2 separate regions of the Sus scrofa genome follow, and region 2 is linked to region 1. Evidence: chromatin contacts called from public Hi-C data. All regions are on one chromosome and are shown on one strand. The core of a region is the stretch at or near the end of the contact, and the rest is flanking DNA. Distances in the headings are between cores, read along the strand shown. Region 1 overlaps CRADD (death domain-containing protein CRADD). Region 2 has its middle 17 kb from the start of SOCS2.

Region 1 (6,404 bases), core at 468-2,967:
AATGACATTATCTAACCTCTGAGAACCAAGATTATAGAAACCACCAACTGTAGGAGCCTTGATGCTTTCGATTATATTTTCTTAGAAAGATTTATATGATAGAGATATTTCATCTCTATCTATAGTTGTTCTTTTTTAAGAGAAATCCTCCAATGCCAGTAAAAAGCTAGATTATCTAAATCTCAATAGTTGGAATAAATTTAGCCCAGTGGTATATCCTAAAAATAGGATAATTTAATAAAAACTAAACAACATAATGTATTCTATTTTACATAATATTTTATAGACTTTCAAGACACATATTCTGTTAAGTGAGTCCCCACCTCAAATCTGGGTTGGAAATGACCAGGGCGTACATTTTTTAAAAGGAGAAGCTAGCTAACCACTGCTCACATCTCCCCATTTGGGTGTAGAAGAGAGATGAAATGCACGGCCAGCCAGGTCCTTTATCCAGGCAGCTGCCCGTCCCAGGGGCACCACACGTCCTACCATGTCCGGATCGCTGTCAGGCAGAATAGCTCAGTTCAAGCATCTCTACAGTTAGATACCTGCGTGGTTTTTGCTATAAGATGAGGGGACAAATAAAATCCAAAACCCTCTTTGCCCCAACTCCTTGCAACCTTTCAAAATCCCCCTTTGCTAAAGGAATCTGATGAAGAAAGAAACCACCAGGAACCCAAGCAATTTCCCTTTAAGATGCTTTTTAAGAGGTCGTGTTCTTTTTCCTTTCTTTTTTCCCTATTTCTTTTTTGAAGCCAGACTCTCTGGGTTCCTTCTGATTTTTATTCTGTTTGAATCTGGTCCCTGTTATCTTTTTTAATTTCTGGAAAGAAATAAGATTTCCTTTGTTTATGAAGATAAAACAAGAGGTTGACACTTTACGCACAAAACAGAATAACCAAAGGTTACACTGACGTCAAATTTAGCGTCTGCTGAGGGCTGGTGGTTTCTTCTTCTTTCTTGCCGTGGGGGTGGGGGGGTGGGGGCGCAGGCAGGTGTGAGGGACTGAGCGGAGGATTTTCACCTCCTGTGCGTGTTATCCGGGTTCTAAGGAGGGGGCGTGCTTTGCCTGCTCTTCTGGGTAGACTTGAGAACAGAATCGGCAGGCTCCATTCTCTAGGAAGGCTGAAGCTGGCAACTGCACCTCATGGAAGATTCCACAAAAGGCTAAACTAGGATGAGACCGTCAACAGGCTTCAAAGAGGCAGCGGTCCAGGCCCCATCCCTGAGGCCAAACAGGCCTCCTTCAGGTCCTCGTCCCCACGCTCTGACACTCTTGGCCTCTCCTCTCCCCTCCAGCTGCCCGTCCCATTCTTCTGCCAGCTCTTCTGTTCTCCTCTGACCCTGCAAAAACGGAGCAGCGCTGTTGTTTTGCTCCAACTGACAAAACAGCTAAGAAACAGCAGAACAGGACTGCCCTTTGCAAAATGGGCCACCACGTGATCCCCCTATTTAAATCCACTCTTACAGTAAAACACGAATAAGAGAGGGAGGGAGCTGTTTGTGAAACGCTCCTGCTTGCCTTCATAATACTCTCAGCTCCTCCCTCTCGGCCTCCTAAATACCCTAATGAAATTATATAATAAGCTTTATTTTCTCCGTCCGAAATCCTTCCTGAGTCCAAATTGCTAATGCGGCAGGTTCCAGCTGCCTAAATTCCCTAAACAACATTCCCTGTTCCATAAAAAGCATGCAACTGCAAGCACAGCAGTGCTGCTCCAGTTCTGAGAACTAGAAACTGACTACCCAGTTCCTGGGAAGGCCGGGAACCAGGCGACACGGATGATTTAAACGTAGACAACATCCGAGGTTCCCTTTCACCCCCAGGGCAGCCAAGAGGAGCCCAGGAGAGGCCAGCCTCCATCGTTCGTCTGGCTCTTACGCTGATCCCCTGGGAACCACCTCTGCTCTGAAAGGAAACAGTCCCCCAAAGGAAACAGTCCTCAGGAGGACACTGAGTTTGCACCGTCTTTTATGAATGCGTGTATTTCACAAAGAGGGAGTGGAGTTCCACGACAGAGGGCCTTCGTTGGGTGACTTGGGAACCCATACATCCCAGAAGAGTCCTAGCTTCGAAATCATTTAATGCAATTTCACTGTTTACAGAACAGTCATTGACTCTTCTCTGACATATATAGTTTTTGCCTCTACCTCTGGCAAAAAGACTACCCAAACCATCCCAGGCAGACATAAATGCCTTATTTTGATTTTCAAGAGGAGTTCCCGCTGTGACCCAGTGGCTTAAGGAGTCGGTGCTGTCCCTGCAACAGCACAGGTTCAATCCCGGGCCCCATGCAGTGGGTTAAGGATCTGGGGTAAGTCACAGCTACAGCTCAGATGCGATCCCCTGGTCCAGGAACTTCCATATGCTGTGGGTGCAGGAAAAAAAAAAAAAAAAAAAAAAAAAAAAAAAAAACTACGAAGAAAGATTCCACAACCTGACTGGGCACTGCCATGACCAGACTTCACAACGGCCTTCATACTTGCCAATCGGCAATACCTAATTACTTGGCATTGCCCTGCACCTGCCATGCTGGTCTGCCTCTCCGCGTCCTTCCATGCGCTCTTCCTCCACTTATAATACCTTCTCCAACCGTAGCCACTTAGCGTCTAATTCAGTTGTCAATAGGTGGCCTGTCCCAGATCCAAGTCCATCTCTGTCTCCCGTGCCACTGTGCATATACCTGCACTGTATCTTTGTTCATGTGGCTGTCTCTCCTGCTGATGCCTTGAGGAACCAATTGTTTTTGCATCTCCAGTGTCTGCCTTGCATATTTTGCACCAAAAAACCCCATATATGTATATGCTATAAACGAGACTAACCCGATGTGGCTGTAAAATGACTTCTAGCTTTCAAACATAATAAGCCTGGTTGATCCGAAGTCATCATGCTATAGTCTGAAACCATCTGTTCCTGCTCTTGCCTCAGAAGAAAAAGAAAAACTGGTCACATTTCTCTGTCCTCTATATCATAATTAGATGGGGGTGGGAGCTGGGGGATGGAAGAATAATTGGGTTACCGAGTCACATCCTAAAAGAAATCAGTGTGTAACTCCAGAAAATTGCTAGATCTACCAAAATTTAACATACTTTCCATCTGGCCATCAAAAATATTTGAGGAGTTCCCTTCCTGGCTCAGTGGTTAAACCCAACTAGGATCCATGAGGACACAGGTTCCATCCCTGGCCTCGCTCAGTGGGTTAAGGATCCGGCGTTGCCATGATCTGTGGTGTAGGTCGCAGACGAGGCTTGGATCCTGCATTGCTGTGGCTGTGGTGTAGGCCAGAGGCTACAGCTCTGATTCGACCCCTAGCCTGGGAACCTCCACATACTGAGGGTACAGCCCTAAAATAGAAAAAAAAAAAAAAAAAGTATTTGAAATGGCTCTGAGGGAAATAAAGAGATAATTTACTGTGGAGAACAAAACAGAACTAGTAGAAGAAATAATGTGAGGAAGAGCTGGGATTAGGTGATATTTTAAGTAAAGACGAGAAAAACATAAATGATAGAGGTCAAAATGGAAAGTTCTGAACCCAAGGACTTTAGAGACCAGTCTGGTTTCTTTTTCTAGTAATAGGCGGACCACAGTCAAGCCTGATGGGAACATTATTTCCCAACCCCTACACGATGTCCTGCACGGCTCTTGAAGCATCCAGCGTCACACTTGCCCTGACAAATGCGAGGGCCATGCACTGATTCACGGCACAGCTCAGCTGCCATGATTCTCCTTTGAGGTTCTCTCTCTCTCTTTTCACAGTTTATGTGCCACAATCCTCAGAAGTTTCTCTGGGATGAGACTAAGGGGAGGGAGGCAGAAAGGAGAGCTAAGATCTCTGGAGTACCTCTTACACCTGCCAGCTGTTTTATACACCAGCCCCCCAGTAAGCCCACTTGGTAGGCAGAATTATTCCCATTCGCAATGCGGTTGTAAACCTACGTCTCTCTGGTTCTAAATCCAGTATTCTTTCTATAAATCATACTATTCCTATTTCTAATATCAGCATTAAGGACTCAGGGAGGCAGCTTCAAAGGTAAGAGGTGCTTCATTCATTCATTCAACATTTACTCAACAGCTACTGTGAGCCGGGCACTGTTCTTTCTTTTAGAACATAAAACACAAACAAGTTCTGGTGCTGGATGTCAATCTGCTCAAAGTTTCATGGCAAACAGACACAGAAACAAATAACTGGGTTTATTCTCTTTTCTCCCAGGCTCTGTATCGGATTTGGTTTCCCCAGTTTGTCACTTTTTACTCCCACTTTACTCACCTCCCAGATCTCAGTAACTGCCTTCTCATCCTTACTTAAACATTAGTAAAACATGAGACATCTACACCATCTCACAAGCTGCCTTCGTTATCAGAATGACATTTTAGAGGGAAGCGAAATCAAACAAAACACAAATTTGCTCCAGCCACTCTGGGTTCTGTCTGCTAGGGTATTAATTCATTCATTTACCCACATTTTTTGGGGGGAGCATCTCATACAAGGTCCAGTGCTAACAGAGGACACAGTCGTGGAAGGAAGATAACCAGAGTTCCTGCCCTCGTCCAGCTTCTCCTCTACCCATTCCAAGAGGGGAGGAAAGCAGCAAACCAATCCATGGGCTGTGATGGGCTTATCACAAAGGAAACCCACAGGACGCTATGAGAAAGTACGCATGGCACAGGGATCTGACCTTGGCTGTGGGGGCGGGGTTAGGAAGGTCTTCCTGCAGAAGTGGCATTAAAGCTGAGATCTGTGAGCTGGGTAAAACCTGATGAAGGTGGGTGTGGGGGACCAGGAAGGGGAACAGAGAGGAGCATTCCAAGCAGAGGGAACAGAACATGCAAAGGCCTCAAGCTGAAAAGAACACAACCTTCCAAGGCGAGGAAAGAAGGCCTGTGTGTCTGGAAGACAGGTTATAAGAGGGAAAGTGTCCCAAGATAAGGGAAGGTGGCACAGCCAGACCCTGCAGGACACTGTCGGGGACATTCTGGATTCAAATCTCACCCTAAGAGCAGCATGAATGCACCGAAAAGATAAAGCTCGTCCACTGAGCACCGATTCCCTCGGCCACCTGGGACTGATGCATCAGGAAGAAAACAGTAGGAGGAAGTGCTTTGATAAAGGAAAGCGTATTTAGAACAGAAAGCATAGTGTCACCGAAGAAAGAGTGCTACACCACGTATGAAAAAGACTGTGTTGTCCTTCAATGACGACTATCTTGAGGAGGTCATTTAATCTCAAAATATCTCCATTTCCTCATCTATCAAATGCAAGTACTAGAAAATTCAAAACTCACATTCTTGTAAAAAGCAAATGAGCTAATACATCCGACATTTGAAAATGCTTTGAATCTCTAAAATGGAAGTTCCCTGAGGCAAGAATGTTGCCTGTTTTGTTCATGGATGTAACTAGCGCTTAGAGGATGGATGGATGGATGGATGGATGGATGGATGGATGGATGGAAGGGTGGGTGGACGGGAGGGATGGGAGGGAGGGAGGACACGCAGACAAATGGATCACGTCAAGCATCACACCGTGCAAATATGAAGCAAGATGTACAGGTGTGGACACAGCCCACCCGGGCAGGGCAGCCTCCACGGAAGAAACTGTTAGCACATCATCCTAACTGCCGGCCAGCCAGCCAGGCCTCCCCCACCGCCCAGTGCACTGGGCACTTCCAGCAGCTGTTCTAGAGCACCAGCCAGTGGGCCAGCCAGCACAAGATCCAAAGCCCATGACACCCACGTCCTCAGCGCAGTAAATGGCAGAGGGAGACTGTGAGAAACGAAACCACTGCCCTTAGTGCAGCTTCTTCCTGAGAGACTGGTCCTTGACAAGGGCCCCAAGGCCGGACCCGATGACACGTCCTTCTCCAACACGACCCATCACTTCAGAGTCTTGGTCTTTTTGTAGTATTATCATCCATTTTATGCAACTTCTTGAGTTTTTTTTATATTCTTAGATGTATCCAGTTTTTTAAAGAACTGAAACTAAAGGTAAAAAGCAAGGAGGAAAAATATAAAAAAAACCCAAAGCTGTCCTTTGATATTTATGAGCTTTTACAGCAATGACAGTAGTTCCCACTTACTGAACACCTACTCTGCTCCAAACACAGAGGGTGACACCTGGCCTGTCATCTCTAATCCCCACAACATCGGACAAGGTACGCACCAGGGACCCCATTTCATGCAGGAGGAAATTCAGGCTCAGCACATAAGTGCTTGCCCAAGATTATGGGGCTGTTAAGGGGAACAGCCTGGGTTCGAATGTGGGTCCGTTAGACAGTATTACAGAATTCTTTCCATTATACCGCATATTGTTATCCCAAATATTCTAAATGACGTGGAACAATACATAATAATTAGAGCAACCTGAGCATTTACTATGTGTCAGATGCTACAAAGCACTTTACAAAAC
Region 2 (6,331 bases), core at 1,403-3,902, 140 kb after region 1:
TACAGAATATGTAAAGAGCTGTAAAAATGAAAGTACTATAATATTGAAGGCCAATTTTAGGCAAAGTAAGAAAAGGAGATTCAAAGTGAAGCTAAAATTTCTTATCTCAATTCCCTATCTTGATGGTATCTGCATTCTTCCTAAATTTAAATACATTTTTAGCTTGAATTCATTATCAGGAGAACTCAGATTATAATAATATGTGTACGTGAACATGCTAAAAGCACCTGAATGTAGAAAATAACTTCTTTTTCCCTTCTGATTTCAAAAACAATTTATTTCCAAATCTCTAAAGCAAATAATCCCCCAGGTGCTTCCTGCCGCTTGTGAAGAACATTCTATTTAGGGACAACATGGAGCAACACATTTCACCTCCTCTCTCTTCCTGCTGGCTTCTAACATGTCACTGGGAAATTAGGAGCTTGAAATCAAGGCTTCTGATTAGACAGGCTTTGTCTGCCTGTGGGGTTTATTTCCTTTATTTAAAGGCATACGTCTCTGGATGGCAATGAAGTAGCTTACAAAGCCACTGAGATTCAGACCTTAAATAGGAAATTTAGTTTGGTTTAGTTTGGTTGTTTGCCCCTTTTGGCTGACAGCTAAATCCTATTTTCGAGTGACTGTGTCTTAGTTTAAGAGGTTTTGAGGGTAAAAAAAGCTAGGTTCTGTAAGGGCCATTTTCCAAAAGGCAGGTAATTTGTAAAAGAAAATACTTGTCAAAATTCTGTAATTCCCAAAGAGTTTGCTCTAATCTAAAAGGTATTTAGGGAACTACTACGATCATTTAGAAAACAAGTTAACAGCAACTTGATTTACCACTTTTTTGAAATTTATATCTTCGTATCTGGTTTCACCTGTAATAAGGGCTAACTATTAAAAAAAACTCTTATACTAAAAATAAGAAATGAAGTATTTCTGTATAGTTGGGATGCTTGAAGTGTCCGGCGTCACAGGCAGATCAAATATCCCATATGCGGGGGATGGAATCAAGACAGAGTCAGACCACTGCGGTGATAAACACAGGCAAGGTTAATCCTCTCTCCAGGGCCACCGTTCACTTGCAGGAAATCACTTTAATGGTCCCTTGAACTGGCCACTCCTCTGATGTCCTAAGTAGGTACAGAGGGTAAGTGGGTGGTATGCAAAGAAACAAACACAAAAAGAGAGAGAACTCGGGGAAGGGGGTAGAGAGGGGATGGCAAGTCGTGAAAGGAGGAATTTTCTATCACAGTTGTGCTTAATCAGTGTCTTTTGAACAGAACTAACTGAAGACGGTACTATTACATCTCTAAAAAAAAATAAATAAATAAATAAGCTTTTCTGATTTTGCCCTAGGATGTCTCAAGACAGTCAGTTGTTTTAACGTGAGCCACAGTCAGGCGTGAATCCATGTGTGTCTCATAATTCGGAATGTCTCTGGTCATACCCCGTCAGAGGTTCTCAGGCTGCTGGGCCAAGCCTCTTGCTGGTTCTAAAGCCTGGGGCAGAGCACTTAACCCTCTGGAGACATCCTCTGGGGAGCAGAGATTGAACTTCCAGGTCATTTAATTAGCAAATGAATAAACTTATTTGGTCTGAATATTAACTATGCTGTTTAAAATGTAACAGTATTTTAAGGAAAACCCTCAATTATACCTAATCGTTTAAAAGACAGTAACTTATTTAAACTTGAAATATGAATTAGTGCAACCTTTTTGGAATACGATTTGGACACAGTCATTAAAATGTTAACATACATGTCCTTTGACCCAAAAATGTCACTGCTAGAAATTTGCTTGACATATATATTCCCATAAATACTTGCTGCATCATTGTTTGCAAGAGCAGAAGGCTGGAAACAACCTAAATGCCTATTGGGGGGTGGGGGGGAGAATTCAATTAACAATGGTGCATTCACACCATGAGATACTATACAGATGTTAAAGAGAATGAGGCAGAGCTTTTCCTTAAGGTGATATATAAAGCTACATAGCTATAGAGAGGTCTCAAATATTTAAAAAGCAAATCGCAGAGCAGAATTCATAGTAATAATATGATTTATGCATGCTTTTTAAAAACTACTTAAATACATGCTTATCGTGCATTTTAAAAATGTTGGAAAAACAAAACATTTTCATGAGAGTGACCTCTGGAGAGTGGGACTGGGAGGGGACGGTTGGCACTTGCATTTTTCACCCCAGACCCTTCTGAATGGGCTTCGATTCCTAGTCATGGTAATAACCACGTTGTTACTTTTAGAATAACTGGGAAAACTAGCTAATAATAAAAGCTTATATTAAACCTACATTCACAGACACAGCACGGATGCTCTTTCACGGGACAGTGGTGAAAGCCGCTTTGCCCAGCCACGTTCTCCTCGGTCCCAGGATAACAGCCGACAGGCACGGAGGTTAACCCATTAGCTGCACAGCAGAAAGTTCAACCCGGCCGTTTACACGCCACCCCACACTCATCTGGTGTGTCGCCACTATTGAATCCGGTGACGTGGGCTAGGTTCTAAACATCTTTCTTCCGACGCCGCATCACAGGAGGTCCAGGAACCCCGACCCCGAGCGAGCGAGCGAGCGGCGCCGGGACGCGTCTGGGAGGAGCCGCCCCGCCACGGCCGCGATGGGCTCCGCACTTAGGCAGCTGCACACAAAGAACTTTTTCTGCATCACCCAGTGGCGCCAGGATCCCTTCCCTGTGGACAGCTTGTGTGCACGTCGCAGACTTTGGAGCCAGCCACTCCGTTTGAAAATTCTCAAGTAGAAAGAGGAAAACTAGCTGAAGTGAGATTTCTCCTCCCGTAAGACAGACACGCTTTCTCTTCCCTCCCGTTTTTTGCATTCGTCCTTAACTGGTTCCTAGACATTCACAGCCACCCGGCTATTTCGGCTATTTCGTTTCTGGTCTTACAGATGAAAACCAAAGTCAACTGTTTCAGTCTCGTCCTGACTCTGGGTCTTTACGTCCTTGATTAACCATCAACGTTCCCTCTTGTGCCGCTTCAGGAACCTGCTGGTGAAACGTCTTTTTGAAAAAGTTGCATTTGAAGGTCTGCCACTTACATGTTTCTTTCAAATCTGAAATTTTTCTCCACTAAAATTATATTTCAATAAAGCAGGTTTTTAAAAAAATAGTCATTTCACTCCAAGAATATTCTGAGGCTTGACTGCAGTGCCAACAAGTAAAAACTTGTTATCCAGCCAGTTAGTGTTTAAGGGGGAAGCCAGTAAGTTTAAAGAAGAGTTAACGCATCATACTCTCTGACAATCACCCTCATTGCTGCATAAACAATCTCTAACTTGCTCTTTAAATATTTAAAATATAAATGGCAGAAAAGACTGGGATTCTCTCACGTAAATTGGGAAGCTAACTTTTCTGTAAGCTCAAGCCTTGCTCCCTCTCCCTCCAATGAAACAGCAAGAACAGTAAACAGCAATTACATCTCAAGATTTAAGTTTTAACCCCAGAGTAGTCTCTCTGGTTCCTGGACTGAGACATGTTATGAGAAAATAAGGGGAGAAGGTGCCTTTTTCTAAAAGTTTGGGGGCTAGCCTAGTGTCAGTAGCTAAAATTGCATTTTATTATATCGGTAACTTGCAGAAGTCTAGATACGTGCTCATTTTTGTCATAAATCCATATTGACAATCCAGGACTTTGTCAACCTCCTCAACGTTGGCACTAATAGAAGGTGCTGTTAACAGCCCTCAAAACTAAATTTCCTTTATTTCTTCTGCCACTTGAGAAAAAGTTCCGCCACAAAATTCTAATAACACGAACTTCCGACAAATCAACTTGGAAACGTCTAAATGTATTTTTCCTAGAAAAAGTGCCAGACATCAATTCTATCTGGCAACTATCAAAATACATCAGACCACAAAACTATACATTCCTGGACCTCACAAGGCGTGTGGCAAGGAATTTCAGCCAGCCAGCCAGCCAAAGGGCTCGGCGGCAACCTCACGGTATTCTACAGCTTGGGCAAGGACGCTGAAATTAACCACTGCTACCAAGACACTAACACCCCTGCCTCCCCTCCCAGCCCCTCAAAAAGTAATGGGTGTAAAATTCGACTTCTGGTATATGATTATATACGATTATTTAACCCACCAGCACACTAAACTCACTTTCACAAAAACAACCAGAGACCTTAAGTAAATGGAAATTCTTTTTGCACATTCTGTGTTATTCCATGTGAAGACAAATGACAGAAAACATGGGAATTTAGGGAAAAGAACCATTTCCTATAACATCATGGTTGGTATAACTTCTGTAGCTAAAGTACAGTGCACTTGATATACATAGAGACCTTGAAACAAGGTGCCCCTGGGATCTATCAGTCATTTATTCAACACCTAAAATGAAAAACCTAGTAGGAATTGCAAGGCATTTCCTGCACAGAATTCGCCATTCAGCTAGAGAAAGTACCACTTTAAGAGTTTGAAAAAGGAGTTGCTGTCGTGGCTCAGTGGTTAACGAAACTGACTAGCATCCATGAGGATGTGGGTTCGACCCCTGGCCTCGCTTAGTGGGTTAGGGATCTGGCGTTGCCATGAGCTGTGGTGTAGGTCGCAGACGTGGCTCGGATCTGGCGTTGCTGTGGCTGTGCTGTAGGCCAGCAGCTGTAGCTGCGATTCGACCCCCAGCCTGGGAACCTCCATATGCCCCCGGTGAGGCCCTAAAAGAAACAAAAAAATGGGGGAAAAAAGGAAGACAAAAAAAGTTTAAAAAGGTGCAAGACTGGCAGGTGGAGAAGAGGGGAGCAAGGGATGGTTGTGTTTCCTGATGACTTTCCATACTACCTGATTTTTAAACCATGCTACCTGTGTGCCTTTTCGAAAGTGTAAAAGTGATGGAACAAGAGCCCTGGGAAGGAAGGGGCAGGTGATGAGCAAGAGGAAGTTTCCGCTGTGGCCAGAAACTGGAAGGGGGGAGTAGTGGTGCATAGAGATCCCTCTCTCTGCGGTACATCCCAGGTCCAGTTCACTGACTCCAGGATCTCCCACAATTCCTCCTCCACCCCCTCCTCCCTGCAGGGGCCTTAAGCTGCAATGACCTCCTCACAAGCACCTCCCTCTGGTTCTGACCTTTTCTGACCCCCTCGGCAGTGCGCCGATGACTGTGGACCCGTCTCAGAATATTATGCTTACCTCATAAAATTAAATACAGCGATCACAAAAATGGAATCCTATTTAAAATGCATATATCAAATTATTTTTAAAGTTCTGACATAATCACATACATCCTTTTTATAACTGCATGATTGCATTAAAACACCTAATTTCTATGGGTAATAAACTCGCATCTTCTGCTATTTCTACTGTGATCTGTTCCCCACATTCATATTTGAGGGAAAAAACACTCAACTTCAGGGAGAAGTTAGTGACAGTTAACAATGCTAATTTTTTCCCTGTCCGAGTTTGCAGACCCCAGGATGTCTACCCATGGGTCTCTTTCAAGTCCAAGGACTGGACTAAGAGGCCCTGGACTAGGGTCATGCCCAACAAGACCAGCCTCCACATTGCCACTGATCTGCTGCTGTCATTCTCCTGCTCAAAATTCTTCAATGGCTCCCATGCTTCTCGGGGAGAATATAAACTCTTCTGAAAGGCAGGGGAAGCCCTCGCTCTGTTCTCTGCTCAGGAACTCAGGCTTATCCCCACCTGGGTTTCCTCCTTTGCATTTGAGGCTCTCACCCGTCCAGCTGTCCTCCCCTTGGAATTCTTTCGCTCTCCCCGTCAGTCTGGCCAATTCTTTAAGTCCTAGGGCCAAAGCCACCTCCTCTCTGAGGCCTTCCCTGATGCCTTCGAGCAGCGCCAGGTGGTCCATCTCGGCTTCCGCTACTTCTTTACAGATCTCCTTGCACCGATTACCTTCTGGGATTACAACTGCTGGCCCGGGTGTCTCCCTATGACCCAGAATCTCCTTGAGGGTGAAGATGGTTTTCCAACTTTCTCTAGGACCTTACCTCCTGCCTGGCACAAGTAGATGCTCGGTAAATATTTGTTGAATGATGCCGTGGATGAATGACTAAATACATGAAGAGATATATACAAGGAAAGAGTAGGCAACGATTACAGTTTCTAACCTAGATTAAGGGAGAAAACGCGAAATGGAAGATAATGGAAAAATATCGTGGTCATCAAGCTTTCCGTTAAAGATATTCCACATGTTCTAATTTTTGCCAAGATCATCCACGAACGCAGTAGAAAATAATTGTCCATTAAAACAGCAGTTGTTCCAGTATCCTGACTGTACAGAAATATGCCATATAAAAAGATCTCAACCTGGAAATAGGCTGCATTCTAAAATAAGACCTGCAAACCGGTTGTCTCGAATATGGTTT

The links. Hi-C and Micro-C count contacts between places; a contact is called where the count stands out from the background.
Region 2: a contact with region 1 is called in a Hi-C map of skeletal muscle, with 3 times the contacts expected there. A contact is called at or near these places in 2 of 47 Hi-C or Micro-C datasets (embryonic fibroblasts and skeletal muscle) and 1 of 2 datasets of targeted methods (skeletal muscle).

Annotation. Positions count from the first base shown.
Region 1 is chr5:89,430,599-89,437,002 of Sscrofa11.1, forward strand. The region is part of intron 2 of CRADD (death domain-containing protein CRADD); the gene reads right to left. Among named protein-coding and RNA genes, the nearest start is that of CRADD, 47 kb to the right of the region's middle.
Region 2 is chr5:89,564,734-89,571,064 of Sscrofa11.1, forward strand. No RefSeq gene overlaps it. Among named protein-coding and RNA genes, the nearest start is that of SOCS2, 17 kb to the right of the region's middle.